Regions from separate parts of the Mus musculus genome. Here region 1 is linked to region 2. Evidence: chromatin contacts called from public Hi-C data. All regions are on one chromosome and are shown on one strand. The core of a region is the stretch at or near the end of the contact, and the rest is flanking DNA. Distances in the headings are between cores, read along the strand shown. Region 1 has its middle 8.1 kb from the start of Mir759. Region 2 holds the start of Cnmd (chondromodulin).

The links. Hi-C and Micro-C count contacts between places; a contact is called where the count stands out from the background.
Region 1: a contact with region 2 is called in a Hi-C map of cortical glia, with 1.6 times the contacts expected there. The contact joins the enhancer-like site here to the promoter of Cnmd in region 2. A contact is called at or near these places in 3 of 39 promoter capture datasets (cranial neural crest and embryonic stem cells), 13 of 484 Hi-C or Micro-C datasets (Sertoli cells, cerebral cortex, cortical glia and 6 more), 5 of 115 datasets of contacts at active chromatin or transcription factors (astrocytes, embryonic fibroblasts, embryonic stem cells and 1 more) and 3 of 9 other capture datasets (embryonic stem cells, liver and pancreatic islet).

The regions. Positions count from the first base shown.
Region 1 is chr14:79,727,035-79,733,553 of GRCm38.p6, reverse strand. No RefSeq gene overlaps it. Among named protein-coding and RNA genes, the nearest start is that of Mir759, 8.1 kb to the left of the region's middle. Within about 2 kb of position 1,768, at least 8 of the 459 cell types and tissues checked have an H3K27ac peak or open chromatin away from gene starts, as enhancers often do. A contact at or near this core is called in cortical glia, where this site is marked.
Region 2 is chr14:79,657,497-79,664,020 of GRCm38.p6, reverse strand. It overlaps Cnmd (chondromodulin), which reads left to right and starts at 1,838. Exons shown (of 7, transcript NM_010701.3): 1 at 1,838-2,081; 2 at 2,483-2,626. The coding sequence starts at 2,010. It overlaps Gm41218 (a long non-coding RNA gene), which reads right to left and starts at 1,088. Exons shown (of 5, transcript XR_874848.1): 1 at 1,048-1,088.

The DNA of each region.
Region 1 (6,519 bases), core at 519-3,018, 70 kb before region 2:
CACACACCCCACAAAAAGGAAAGCATCTACGTGCCATGGGAAGCAGCAAGGGAGGATGCAGGGTTATTAACTCCCTAGGATAAAAAGTCGCAGAGAACACCATCTGTTTGGGTTTGTTTGTCGTGGGTATTGTTGTTGCTGCTGCTGCTGCTGTTCTTTGTTTGATGTTTGTTTTTTGTCTTCTTTTTCAAACAACATTTTTTTTTAACAACTCGGGGGGGGGGGATGTTGATCCTCTCATTCTACCCTATGAAGAGACTCAAATCCAATCCTCAGGCTTAGAGTAAGGCCATCTTGCCAACCCCAGCTTCTTTTTATTTTACTTATTTTTTTTTCTTTTGGAGAGAGGGTCTCAAGAAGCCCGTGCTAGCTTCTAGTCCCCTATATTGCAGAGGATCACCTTAAACGTCTGATCATCCTGCTTCCAAGTCTCAAGTGCTGGGACTATGGGTCTGGGCCACCATGCCTACTGTATGAGAAACTTTCCCGCTCCTATGATAAAGGACCATGAGCAAGGCAATTTAGAGAAGGAAGGGTTAATTTGGAGCTTATGGTTCTGGAGGGGTAAGAGTCTATCACCAACATGGTAGGGAAGGCATAGCAGCAGGCAGGCAGGGTGACTGAGATAGCAGGCTGAAGAGCTCATATCCTAAGCCACCAGTAGGTATCAGAGACTGCACTGGCAATGTTGTGAGACTCTGAACTCTTTCTGTTGTTGTTGCTGTTGTTGTGTCTCTTGTTCTTATTTGTTTGCTTATTTATTTGTTTTTGTTTTGGGGGTTGTTTGTTCACTTTGGGGGGGGGAGCATTTTTAGAAACAAGGTTTCTCTGTGTAGCCCTGGCTGTCCTAGAACACTCACTCTGTAGACCAGGCAGGTCTGGAACTCAGAGATCCACCTACATCTGCCTCTAGAGTGCTGGGATAGCCAGCCCTAAACCTTGAACTCTTAAAGGCTACTGCTAGTGACATACTTCCTTCACCAAGGCTTAAGCCTCCCCCAAATAAAGAACTGGGGACCAGGTATTTAAGTGCCTGAGGCTTTAGGAGACAATCTCATCCAAACCACCACACCTAGTTCATGTGCTCCTGGGAGTGAACACAGGGCCTTGTGCAGCTCTATTTAGTTTATTACTTGAGAATGAGTCTTGCTATTGTAGCACAAGGTGGCCTTGAGTCACAATCTTCCGTTCCTCTCCCAAGTGCCAGACCACGATACCTGGTTTTGCACAGTACTAGAGACTAAAACCAGGGCTCTTTGCATGCTAGACCAGAATTCTACCAACTGAGCTCCATCTCCAGCCTGAAGAGGAGCATTTTCTAGAGACATTGCCAGACCCCTGGAATGGGATGTGGGTTCTCACAAGCCTGAGTATGAGCCCCCCAGCTGGATCCCTTTGACTTTACAAGATCGCCTTCCTTCATCTTCCTAAGCCTTGGACTCCATCTGCACAGTCAGACATCCTTGTTTAGTAGGCCACATCAAGAATCAGCGAGTTTTAATGTGGCCTCCATTTGCAAATATTTTTAATACAATCAGCAACTGACCAACCAACCATGATCTGCACCTTTTCCAAGGGCATAAACAACAAATTCAGTTTAACAGAGCCAGAGCCTGGATTCCTGTACTCAGAAGTGGTTGCAAATTATGTAGTAGCAGCATAGACTATCCAGTTCAATTTCTTTAAATGCCACTAACCAGCTGCTTTGCCGGTGTCTGACTAAGCTCATGCAATCCCATCTAAGCAACAGAAAACAGTACCACTATTGTAACAGAGACCCAGGACTGGCAGAGGGGAAGCAGTAAGTAGCCTTAATCAGTGTCTATACTCTGAGTAGGAAGGGTGGGCCAGCAAAGAAGTCTGCCCTGGGCAAGCTGAAAAAAGCCTGCCAAGGGCACTGGGTTGGGAGGTAGGCAAAAGACAATTTCCCTCCAGACAGTATGCACTCTCCAGGACCTGCTAAAAACTCAACTTACCATGGAGGACCCAATGACAGCTAAGGTCTTTTAGGAACATATCTGCTAACAGCACAACTCTGTGAGATACTGGATGAGCTGAAACTGAAAAACCTTAGCTACAGAGCAGGTCTGAAGGGAGAGAGAAGCAACAGGTAAGAGACCAACAGGGGGGCCAAAGAGGTGGCCCAGTGGACAAAGGGTGTGCCATTCAAGCGTGAAGATCTGAGTTCAAATCCCTTGAACCTATATCAAGCCATATGAAGGTGTGGGCGTGTATATCTGTAATTCCAGTGTTTCTACCGTGACAGCAGAGGAGGAGAATTACCAGAATTCCACAGACCAGTGAGCAAGGCAGGCATACACAGTGCTGAAATACAAAGAAGTCCCAAGTGATGGTGAGGACCAACATGGGAGGTTTCTCTGATCTCCATACACTTACACACACACACACACACACACACACACACACACACACACACACAGGGTATAGAGAGGGAGAGGGAGAGGGAGAGGGAGAGGGAGAGGGAGAGGGAGAGGGAGAGGGAGAGGGAGAGGGAGAGGGAGAGGGAGAGGGCAAAAGGAACTTAAGACCCAGATAAAAAGTTCAAGAGCGGACTTTAGATGGTTGTTCTAGTGGGATCATTTTCCTAAGAGTGGAAAGTGTGTGGTCCAGTTACTAATAATCAAGTCGGTCTATGGAGTGTGTAGTACTCTGCCTTCTTGGACCTGTTTACCACCCTGAGCCATGTCACAGTTCTTCATGGACAGTTACATAATCTTTTGGTTATCTTTAGCTCTAATGCTGTACATTCTCCTGTTTTCAAGCAGAAAGAAATATGCAAACAGCAAGTAAACAAAAGAAGGTTACCTTAAAATATTAATCAATTGTACTTTCCTTTCTGCGGCTCATTTTTTTTGATCAGTCAGAGGCATCCGTGTGGCCTCAGGGAAAATTATGAATGCTTTCGTGGGACTGCAAAGAAAAGGCATTTTTTTTTAACTTTCAGAACTAACTTGCAGAACTCACAGCAGAGCTCTGTGGGAATTTGAGGTGAGTTTTTGTCATAAGGAAGGAAAGCAAAGGTGGCCCTTGGGGAGGACTAGGTGAAGGATGCAGGATGGATAGGGTAAGGCTGACAGGGGATCGCCAGAGTTGATGAGGCTGATGCATCCCATGGCAAGGAGAAACCACTGTGAGCAAAGCTAGCAGCAAAGCTCTCCTCTGTGCTTCAGCATAGCTGATCCCTATCCGCACAACTGCATCAACTCCATGAGACCCTGCCTCACCTGCCAGACTCTCCAAACCTGGCCACCTCTTCCCACCCGTCCTGCTGCAGCTCTTGTTCTGGCCAGCAGCATCTCTCACCAGGCCACCCCCTCCCCTTGGGTCTCTGCATGTCTGCCCATGGTCCCTTCACTCTCAACATAGCAGTTGGAGCTCTGTGCTGCTTCAGGAGATTATGTCTCTTCTGTGCAGAAATCTCCAATGGCCCTCCATCCCTCATGATGTCACAAGAGGCCCTTTAGGATGGCCTTCCCGGATCTGCCATGGTGTCTCTCTTCTTCCCCCAGTGACCTCATTTCTGTCTTGACGTCCCCTGGATATGGCAGACACACTCCCTCTGAGGGTCTCTGCAGGAGCTCTCTCTTCAACAGATGCTCAGCAGACATCCTCGTAGCTGCCCGCTCTTCAATCAATGTCCAAGATCACCTTAATTTTTTTAAAAAGATTTATTTTACTTTTCAGTTGTGCATATGCATGTGTTTGCATGTGTGTGGTACAGGTACATGGGTACAGGTACCTTTGAAGACTAAAAGAGGACATGAGACATTCAGGAACTGGAATTACAGGCCGTTGTGAGCCACCCAGCATGGATACTGGAAATTGAGCTTAGATCATCCGTAAAAGCAGAAAGAGCTCTTAGCTGCTGAGCCAACTTGCCAACCCCCAAGCTCACCTCCTTATCATACTGCCAACTGCCTCATATACCCTCCTGGCTAATGAATGGTCACCAATCTATTGTTAACCATGAGGGAGATGTTAGCTAGAACTCTATTACACTGCCAGGATGTTCGAAAGAGAAATTACCAAGAGTTGCAAGGACAGAGAGCACCTGGGACAAACATGTTCCTGGGGGTGGGGGTGGGGGGAGTGACTCAGAAAAGAGCCTTGGAAATCAGTTAACAGTATGTGCTAAAGCCAAGCACAGACACACCATGCCACCCAGAGTCCCACTCCCAGGACCACACCCGGCAGGAAGCCATCAACAGACACAAACAGCTGCATTATCTGTAAAATAAAACTGGAAACCACCTAAACGCTCAGCAGAGGCGGCAAATAAATGATGCTTTACTTTGGGAATGGGAAACACTCCTAGCCTGCAACATTTGTCTATAATTCATAAGCTTCAGACTCAAAAGGGCTGATACTGTATAATTGTCATGGAAAATGTAATCTATAGAGGTAAAAGGCAGGCTGGAAGCTGTCCTGGCCGGGAAGGTGACTGGAAAGGAGCCCCAGGGGTTCAAGTGCTGGTAATGGAATCTTGATTGGAATGTTGTTTATTCAAGTGGGAAGATGCTATGAAAATCTACTCAAGTTGATAGTCACACCATGGGTCCTGTGTTGTGAGTGTATTAAACGTCGATGTGAAGGTTACCACAAAGGCATTTGATGTGGTAGCTTCTTCGTAGGAGACTTGGTTCTAATGAGGGTCACAAACAATGAGTCCCTTCTCACACTGTATAGAAGAACAACGTCTGTACGGAAAGAAGACAGATGTGGTATATGATGGGTATAGAGGGACTTGTTCTGACTTGGGAGAGAGATACAGTTCAAGGAGGCTGAGCTTTAAGAAGGAAATAATATTTGCATATGTGATGAAGAGTGATGGAGGCAGAGCCGTGTATGAAGAGTGGAAACACAGTATAGAACATGAATCATCTGTGAGCTAAGAGAAACCCTGAGAGCCAGAGTGTGAGAGGGAGGGGAAGAAAGAGAGGAAGAGGCCAATTCCCATATTTTCTACCTCATTCCCATGTGACGTGCCCACCCCACAGGGCACACAAGGTTCTTCTAGCTGGCCTCTGCAGAATGACCATGGGACAGCAAGTATTGAAAATGGGTCATATGTCCAGATGTTTAAAAAACATTACTCTGCAGTTCTCTTGGGGGAGCTTGTGAAAAAATGCTTTGGTAAATTAAAACTTGGCTGCAGTCTGCAATGATGTCGAAGTCACTGCTTCCCAACCTGGACTGTGAAGTCTTTTCATTTCCATTTTTAGTTGAATGAATATTAAGATGCCACTCAGTTACACTAGTAAACTGGTTAGGAGAATACCGGCCACCATAACAACAACAAATTCAGTGTCTTCCAGGATCCATATTTACTTGTTTTACTTGATCCATATTTTCTTGTTTCTTTACTCACATGCTAGTACAATGCAAGTACTACTGGGGTGGGGTTGGGGGATGCATGATGATTCAAGGCCCAGGTCTATCTCGCTTTGTGGCTTTCTGTGTATATGTGTACATGCACATAGGTGTAAGTGCATGTGAAGACCTGCGGCAGATGTCGTCTTCCTCATCCACGCTTCATCTCATTTCTTGAGACAGGGTCTCTCACTGAATGTGAAGCTGGCTGATTGAGACAGTCATGGACAGGCAGCCCCAGAGATCCTCCTGGCTCTGGCTCCTCAGCACTGGAATTATAGGACCCTACCACCACACCATGGGTCCTGGGAATCAAACTCAGGTCCCTGTGATTGTACAACAATCAGTTTACCCACTGAGCAATCTCCACTTTCCCTCCTGCTGAGAGTTCTTGGATTGGAAGGCAGAATGGATTAGCAGGATCAGTTACAGGTCACCTTAAGCATGATGAGCACTAGTCAACTAGTCACCTGTCCCAATTAGATACAAATGCATAGGACATGCAGTCCCTGGGGTACCTCTATTATGTCCAATAGTAAATTTATTTTTTTTAATTTATCTCTGTCTTTACGTGTGTGGGGAAGGGGTGGAAGCCAGAGATCACTCTGTCAATACATCTTCATATTATTTTTGTGACAGGGTCTTTCACCAGACTGGAAGCTCACCATTTTGGCCCTATTGTCTCACCAATGAGCACATAGAATCCTCCTATCTCCATCTCACAACATCCCCACCCCCACGCCGCAGTGGTGTCACAGTCATCTACCACCACACCTGCTTTTTACATGGATGTTGGGGATCCAAACCCAGGGCCCATGCTTATGCAGCATGTCACCTTCTTATGCAGTATGTCATCCTCTGTCCTGGTCGGGGTTACTATTGCTATGACGAAATACCATGACCAAAAGCTATGTGGAGAGGAAAGGGTTTGTTGGCGTATACTTTCATACCATAGTTCATCACTGGAGTAAGTCAGGGCAGGAACTCAAACAGAGCAGGAACCTGGAGGCAGGAGCCGATGTGGAACCCATGGAGGGGTACTGCTCACTGGCTTGCTCATGAAGGCTTGCTCAGACTGCTTTTTTTTATTATATATTTTCTTTATTTACATTTCAAATGTTATCCCCT
Region 2 (6,524 bases), core at 589-3,088:
TTTACACACATCCAGGGGGTGTGCAGGCAAGGATTTTACACACATCCAGGGGGTGTGCAGGCAAGGATTTTACACACATCCAGGGGGTGTGCAGGCAAGGATTTTACACACATCCAGGGGGTGTGCAGGCAAGGATTTTACACACATCCAGGGGGTGTGCAGGCAAGGATTTTACACGCATCCACAGGGTGTGTGCAGGCAAGGATTTTACACACATCCAGGGGGTGTGCAGGCAAGGATTTTACACACATCCAGGGGGTGTGCAGGCAAGGATTTTACACGCATCCAGGGGGTGTGCAGGCAAGGATTTTACACGCATCCAGGGGGTGTGCACGCAAGGATTTTACACACATCCAGGGGGTGTGCAGGCAAGGATTTTACACACATCCAGGGGGTGTGCAGGCAAGGATTTTACACGCATCCAGGGGGTGTGCAGGCAAGGATTTTACACGCATCCACAGGGTGTGCAGGCAAGGATTTTACACGCATCCAGGGGGTGTGCAGGCAAGGATTTTACACGCATCCACAGGGTGTGCAGACAAAGTGCCTTAGACTGATCACTAGACTCTTTTTGCCATCAAGCTTAACAGTCTAAACACTGTCCCTCCCAACATAGCCCCTCACCCGGTCTTCTGCAATTCTCATAGTCCTGGTAGGTCTGAAATCATCCCCTGAGACTCAGCAGGTGCTGCCAGCTCTGTGGTGACAGTGACAGTGTTTTCCATTCCTCTCTTCCCTTGCAGCCCCACATCCGAGCTCTTAGCCTAAGAGCCACATCTCCACGCAACAATGCCTTTCTTGATCCTTAAACACTCTCCTGCTGCAGCCTTGCACATCCACGGTCCCTCTGCTCAGGACCTCCCAAGCACCAGCCCTCAGTCACTTCTCAGCAGAGAGTTCTAAAACAACTAAATTTCCCAGTGTGAATTGAGGAGCCCTGGCTCCAAGTGAGGTACCACGGAAGAAGACATTTTCTTCAAAGGTGGGTACGTGCCTCAGAGAAAAGCATGCCCGGGACCTCATAAAATCAGGAGCATTGGCCAATACCTGTGCTCCCAGCACTCCAGAGATGGCGGGAGGAAAGTTCAAAGTTTAAGGTCATCCTCAGCTACATATGGAGTTCTGGGTCATCCTGAGCTACATGAGACTGTCAACAACAAAAAAGCAAACCATGTTCTCTGTCCACTTAATGGAGCTATTTACTACATATATGTAAATGATACGTAACCACCTTTTATTTGTTCCTTTGGTCGTAGCCAATCAGTGTTTGGGAAACACATTTTCTGCTGTTTAATCAGTGTGGACTTAACTATAGGCATTTTCTTTCATTCCAGGCTCCCCGTTTCCTCTGCTTCAGGACCCTTCTGCTTTTGCTGCACTGTTGCAGCAATTAAACCCCTCCCTTAGAGGACCCAGTGGCAAAGGCCATCTCCAACATTCTGCCCCATGCTCTAGTTCCAGGGGAGTCCAGCAGTTCCCACCTCCAGCGGAAACCCTAGTAGAAAGGGTATCTTAACATTGGCACTTGAGACAGGCCCCCCATCTCTCATCACACTCCCCTCTCATTCTGCTTCCAGGGCCCCTTGGAGAAATAGGCTCCAGCCAGTGTCACACTGCAAAGCCCTCTGATACTCTAAGAAATCCTGGCAAGCTAGTAACTGGGGGTGCTGGTGGGGTTCCAAGGCTCAACATCCCTTACATACTCAAACCTGTCTGGATGTCCCTCTGGGTTTTTGGAGGGGAGAGAGTGATGGGGAGGACACATCTGAGAACACAGGATAAGCTGAGTAGGCTGCTCCAGGGTGGAGGGAAGAGGGAGGGGAGAGGTGAGGTGCTGGAAGGGGTGGGGACAGAAGGGCTGGCCAGAGCAGGACGCTGCTGTTGCTGCTGCTGCTGCTCCTGCTGCTGCTGTTGTACAGGGGGCATTCGTTGTAGGGACAAGAGGACAGTTGGAACAGTTAGGACAGTGGGATAGGGTCTTCGCGTATCTTACTTCTCCATCTTCAGCCATGACAGAGAACTCAGACAAAGTTCCTATCACCATGGTAGGGCCTGAGGACGTTGAGTTTTGCAGTCCCCCGGTGAGTACCTCCTGGGTCCCCAGGACTGCTGTGGAGTAAGTCCAGACACAGAGACCCCGGCTTCCTGTGGGTGCCAGGTCCACTTCTGGGATCAGGGATTTGGGCCTTTGGATGTGTGGTGATGAGGGAATCAAATGAGAATGTCCAGTGTGGGGGGAGAGTGTCAGGGTACAGAGGATCCACCACAGGCGTGGAGCAGAGGGTGCAGTACTAGGGGGCCGGCCTAGGGAAGAGTCTGCTATGGTACTTCCATGTCTGAGGACAAGGGACACTCGCAAGGCAACCTCTGAGTGTTCTTGGGGCCAAGGTTTCCTACTCCAGTCCTCGCGGTTCCCCCGGGACAGGATGCAGGGATCGCGAGTGTGGGTGGCACGGCAACCAGTCCATCTCCTGCCCCGCAGGCGTACACCACCGTCACCGTGAAGCCCTCCGGGAGCCCAACACGGCTGCTCAAGGTAGGAGCTGTGGTCCTCATTTCTGGCGCGGTACTGCTGCTCTTCGGGGCCATCGGGGCCTTCTACTTCTGGAAGGGGAATGACAATCACGTAAGTTCAACGAGTGACTCCCCAGTTGGGATGCAAGGGCCGCCAGGTGCGCAGGGTGGCCGAACCCCTAGGTGGAGCCAGAGCGCTGCTCGGCCAGCGGGCACAGCCTGCTGCTCCCTTTGGTCCCCTTGGTTCTCTTGGACACCTCCCTTCTCAGGTCTAGCCTAAAGTGGGTACAGGGTACAGGGTAGGCAAGCTCAGGGTTCCTAGGCTGAAAACAGAAACGGGGACTGTTCGAGAACGCCCTGGACACTGTGGGAAAAGCCATTTTCTGCCATCCCAGCCTAACGCAGCTTACCAAGCAGTTGTGAGGCAGTGGGTAGGGCACGTGACCTCTCTGAGCTTCTTCTCCAGAAAGAAAGAAATGAAAGTAAATGATCCTTGATGCCTGTCCCAGCTGAGGAAAGCCATAAATTTAAATAGGACAAAGGGTAGAAAGAATATTCAATCCTACAGCTGAGGGAAACTCTTTTAACAAGAAAGTTCTCCTGTTTGTGACCTATTTATTCATTCTCCCTATTCTGTGTTAAAACAAAAAGTCAGACTTCCTTAGAGGTAACAAATCTCTTTTAAGAATCAGTGTGCTCACCTGTGATTTAATGGCAACAGTCTCACTAACGACTCTCCTCCCTTTATGTGCTCATTGAGATTAAGGCTGGATAGACTCTCTCAAGGAGTATAAAAAGCGTTTCTGTCTGAACTGGGCAGAGTTCCAATGCGTTCTCTAAATACCTGAGTGTGTCCACCTATGTAAAAGGGGACATTTTATCTTGATGACCATTGCCATACCGGGTATAAGCTTATTCCAGCTAATGGAAAAGAATTCCATCTCCAGGGAGCACACAAAGGGCTCTTTCTTAATCACTGTCCTCCAAGGTTCGCTGACTGCCTCTTTTCCTCCTCTCCCACCATGAAATTCAAGGCATGAACAAATTCCAGTACTTAGAGAAAATGGTGCTGAAAGCAATTCAACCATTTTACACAACACATCTTCTGCAGTCACTGCATAATTTGTATTTTTAACTCAAAAGCCTCATGTAGATAAGCAAGCCATTTAGCACAGAGTCTGTTTTAGAGACTATATCAAATTTACAAGCATCAATTTGTAAGATCGGAATTGCGCTGTATTTTGTGTGGATTTGAAAAGTGCCTTAATGTATTTGTATTTTAAATATAGACACTGGTGGATGCTCATATGTGAAAGCACAGAATTTGAACATGAGAGTGATTTTAAATGTCTATGTCTCCATTAGTAGCAGGCTTGAGATTGTCACCCTTGGGGAAATTTGATGGTGTTAGAGTACAAATACTATCTTTTAGACAACAAAATCTCGATGATGAAAGTAATTTAAAGACAAAAAATAGCTTTGATTTTTAAGGGTTTTTTGTTTTGTTTTTGTAAATATTTTGGCCATGAAAGCAATACCATTTGGCATTTAATTAAAGACAAACATGGCTAGCTGACAAGCTTCTTAGAATAAGCCATCACCCTGAAGAAGTGGGCTCCCACTTCTCATATCTTTCATTTTCCTGCAAGATGTTTGGTTTAAAAGAGCAGTATTAAATTCTAAGAATATGGAGGAATAGTAAATCACATTTTATTGCTAACAATCAAAGTTATTGCTATTTCCTACTCAGACAGGAGAATGAAGAAAATCATGGCATTTTTGTTTTCTGGAAAAAAATTTGTCTAATGCTGTTCCATATTATTTAAGTCTGGCAAACAAATCACAGAATTTGAAGTAGAATGCATTTGGCAGTATCTATGCTATGCACATGCATGGATCTGCTGTCTTTGAATATAACTTAAATCACCCAAAGACAGCATAGTCAAAAAAGATAAGTATCTATCACACAGGAACGATCATCAAGCTAATGGACTCCCTGTTCTCTGGAGAGTTTCAGGCCTGGGCTCTCTGCATTAGTTTACAAAGACGCACCAGCTGTGAAGTTCTCACCTCTCCCTTTCATAGGGTTCAACCCCAAAGGACAGTTCTGCTCAAATTTAGCTGGAGGGTTACCAAGCACAGGGCACTAATCATGAGGGGATCGCTGACAGAGCTCAAATATTGAGGCCATTTTTCATCCACATTATTGTAAATGGAACAAGGCGTTGAGACATTGGAAATTCCCATCAGTGCCAGGCAACTGACAACTCTACCAGTTCAGTGAGGTGGGGAGACCATTGCTTGCGGCCTTTTTCTTAGATTAATTTTTCTAGACATTTTCCCAAACATTATGTAATTAATCTTATAGAACCGAGGCCTTATTAAAAACTCATTAGCAAATATCCTTGGCTGTAAAAGGCACCATATTGAGCAGAATTTTGGCAAATAATAAACTTCATTGTACTTGGTGAGAAATAGCCTGAGGTGCCAACATCTCCCTCTCTGGGCTTAGAGAAGATAATGTAATTGCCATTCCAGCAATTCAGCTTTCTGCCCTGCTCAGGGCCCAGAACTCTGGAAACTGCAGACTGCCTCCCACCCTCCCCCACTCCTACCCACCACTCCAAGAGGGCACAGGCTTTTCCTGCAACCACCAGCATGAGAGTGCCAGGCAGACTGTAGCTAGGGATCCTCTCCTGAGAAGAAAAGTGCAACTGTTGGAAAGTGAAATTCCGACTGGAAGGGTCAAAGCCAGCCTGGTACATAGTGTGATAAACTGTGATATGTATGGGGTGGGGGAATAAAGAGGAACCGGCCAACAAGAATTTCTAAATGGTTAGATTCTTAAGTGTTGCACTGCCTTAGTTTGCTGTCATCTGAGCGGTGAACTCACAGGCCAGGTTCCTCTAACAGTCACTGCTAACCCATGTGTACAATGGCTGCTCTGAGCTCCCAGGGCAGAACAGAGCCTGCTTTCTCAGCTGGCGTACAGAAAGGCCTGGTTTAGCCAAAACCAAAAAACAAAACTCCAGGCTTCTATAACTGGGCTGCTTCTGAGGGAGAAACTGGAACAGGCTGCTGGGCTCTGCTCCATCTCCGCTGAGTCTGAATCCTACGGGGTGGCCCCCCAGGCAGTGTGGCTTAGGGAACTGGAGGCTGCTGGGTTCCTGGAAGGAGGCAGGGAGGCAGGGATGGACATGCTGGAGTGGTACCGATATTTCTTAAAGGAAGCCGGCTGCCTGGAAGGAAGGGTAGGAGTGACAGAGCCATTCCCACATCTCTGATGATAAAATAGTGCTCTGTGAGTCTAGTACTAATGAGTTTTCTCCAAGTAACGATCCTGTAATAACGGCTGCGTTTTCTAGTGTTTATCCAGTAGTTGTAGTCACTCTTCATAATGAAGGAGGAAAATCAGACTTGAATAAAGTCACAGTTCTTTGCTGTGCTGAGTGGCTGACCTGGCATGAGTTAGAAATTTTGTCATCGGTTTTCAGTCTTTTCCCTTGGAAGACTTGCACATGTGTACTTGTGCGTGACCACGCATGCACTTTCTACGTTAGACAGACGATAGTTAGATAATGGATGATTAATGAAGACAGATAGCTACCTAAACTCCTAAAAAGAAGGAAAGAAGAGAAAGCCAGCAGCATGCTCGACTGGAGCAGTGTGTGAATTATTTTTAAGCTATGACAGAGAGTGATAAGCTGTCCAAAAAAAAGAAAGTCCTTTGGATAATTTAATTTAGTGATAGCTTTGTTCTTTTGTTCTTTCTTTCTTTCCTTCTTTCTTTCTTTCTTTCTTTCTTTCTTCCTTCCTTCCTTCCTTCCTTCCTTCCTTCCTTTCTTCCTTCCTTCCTTCCTTTTTTTTTCTTCTCCTTCTCCTTCTTCTTCTTTTTGAGAAATAGTTTCTCTATGTAACCCTTGCTCTCCTGGAGTTTGTTATGTAGACCAGGTTAGCCTTGACCTCACAGAGATCTGCCTGCTTCTGCCTCCCGAGTGCTGTCACGTATA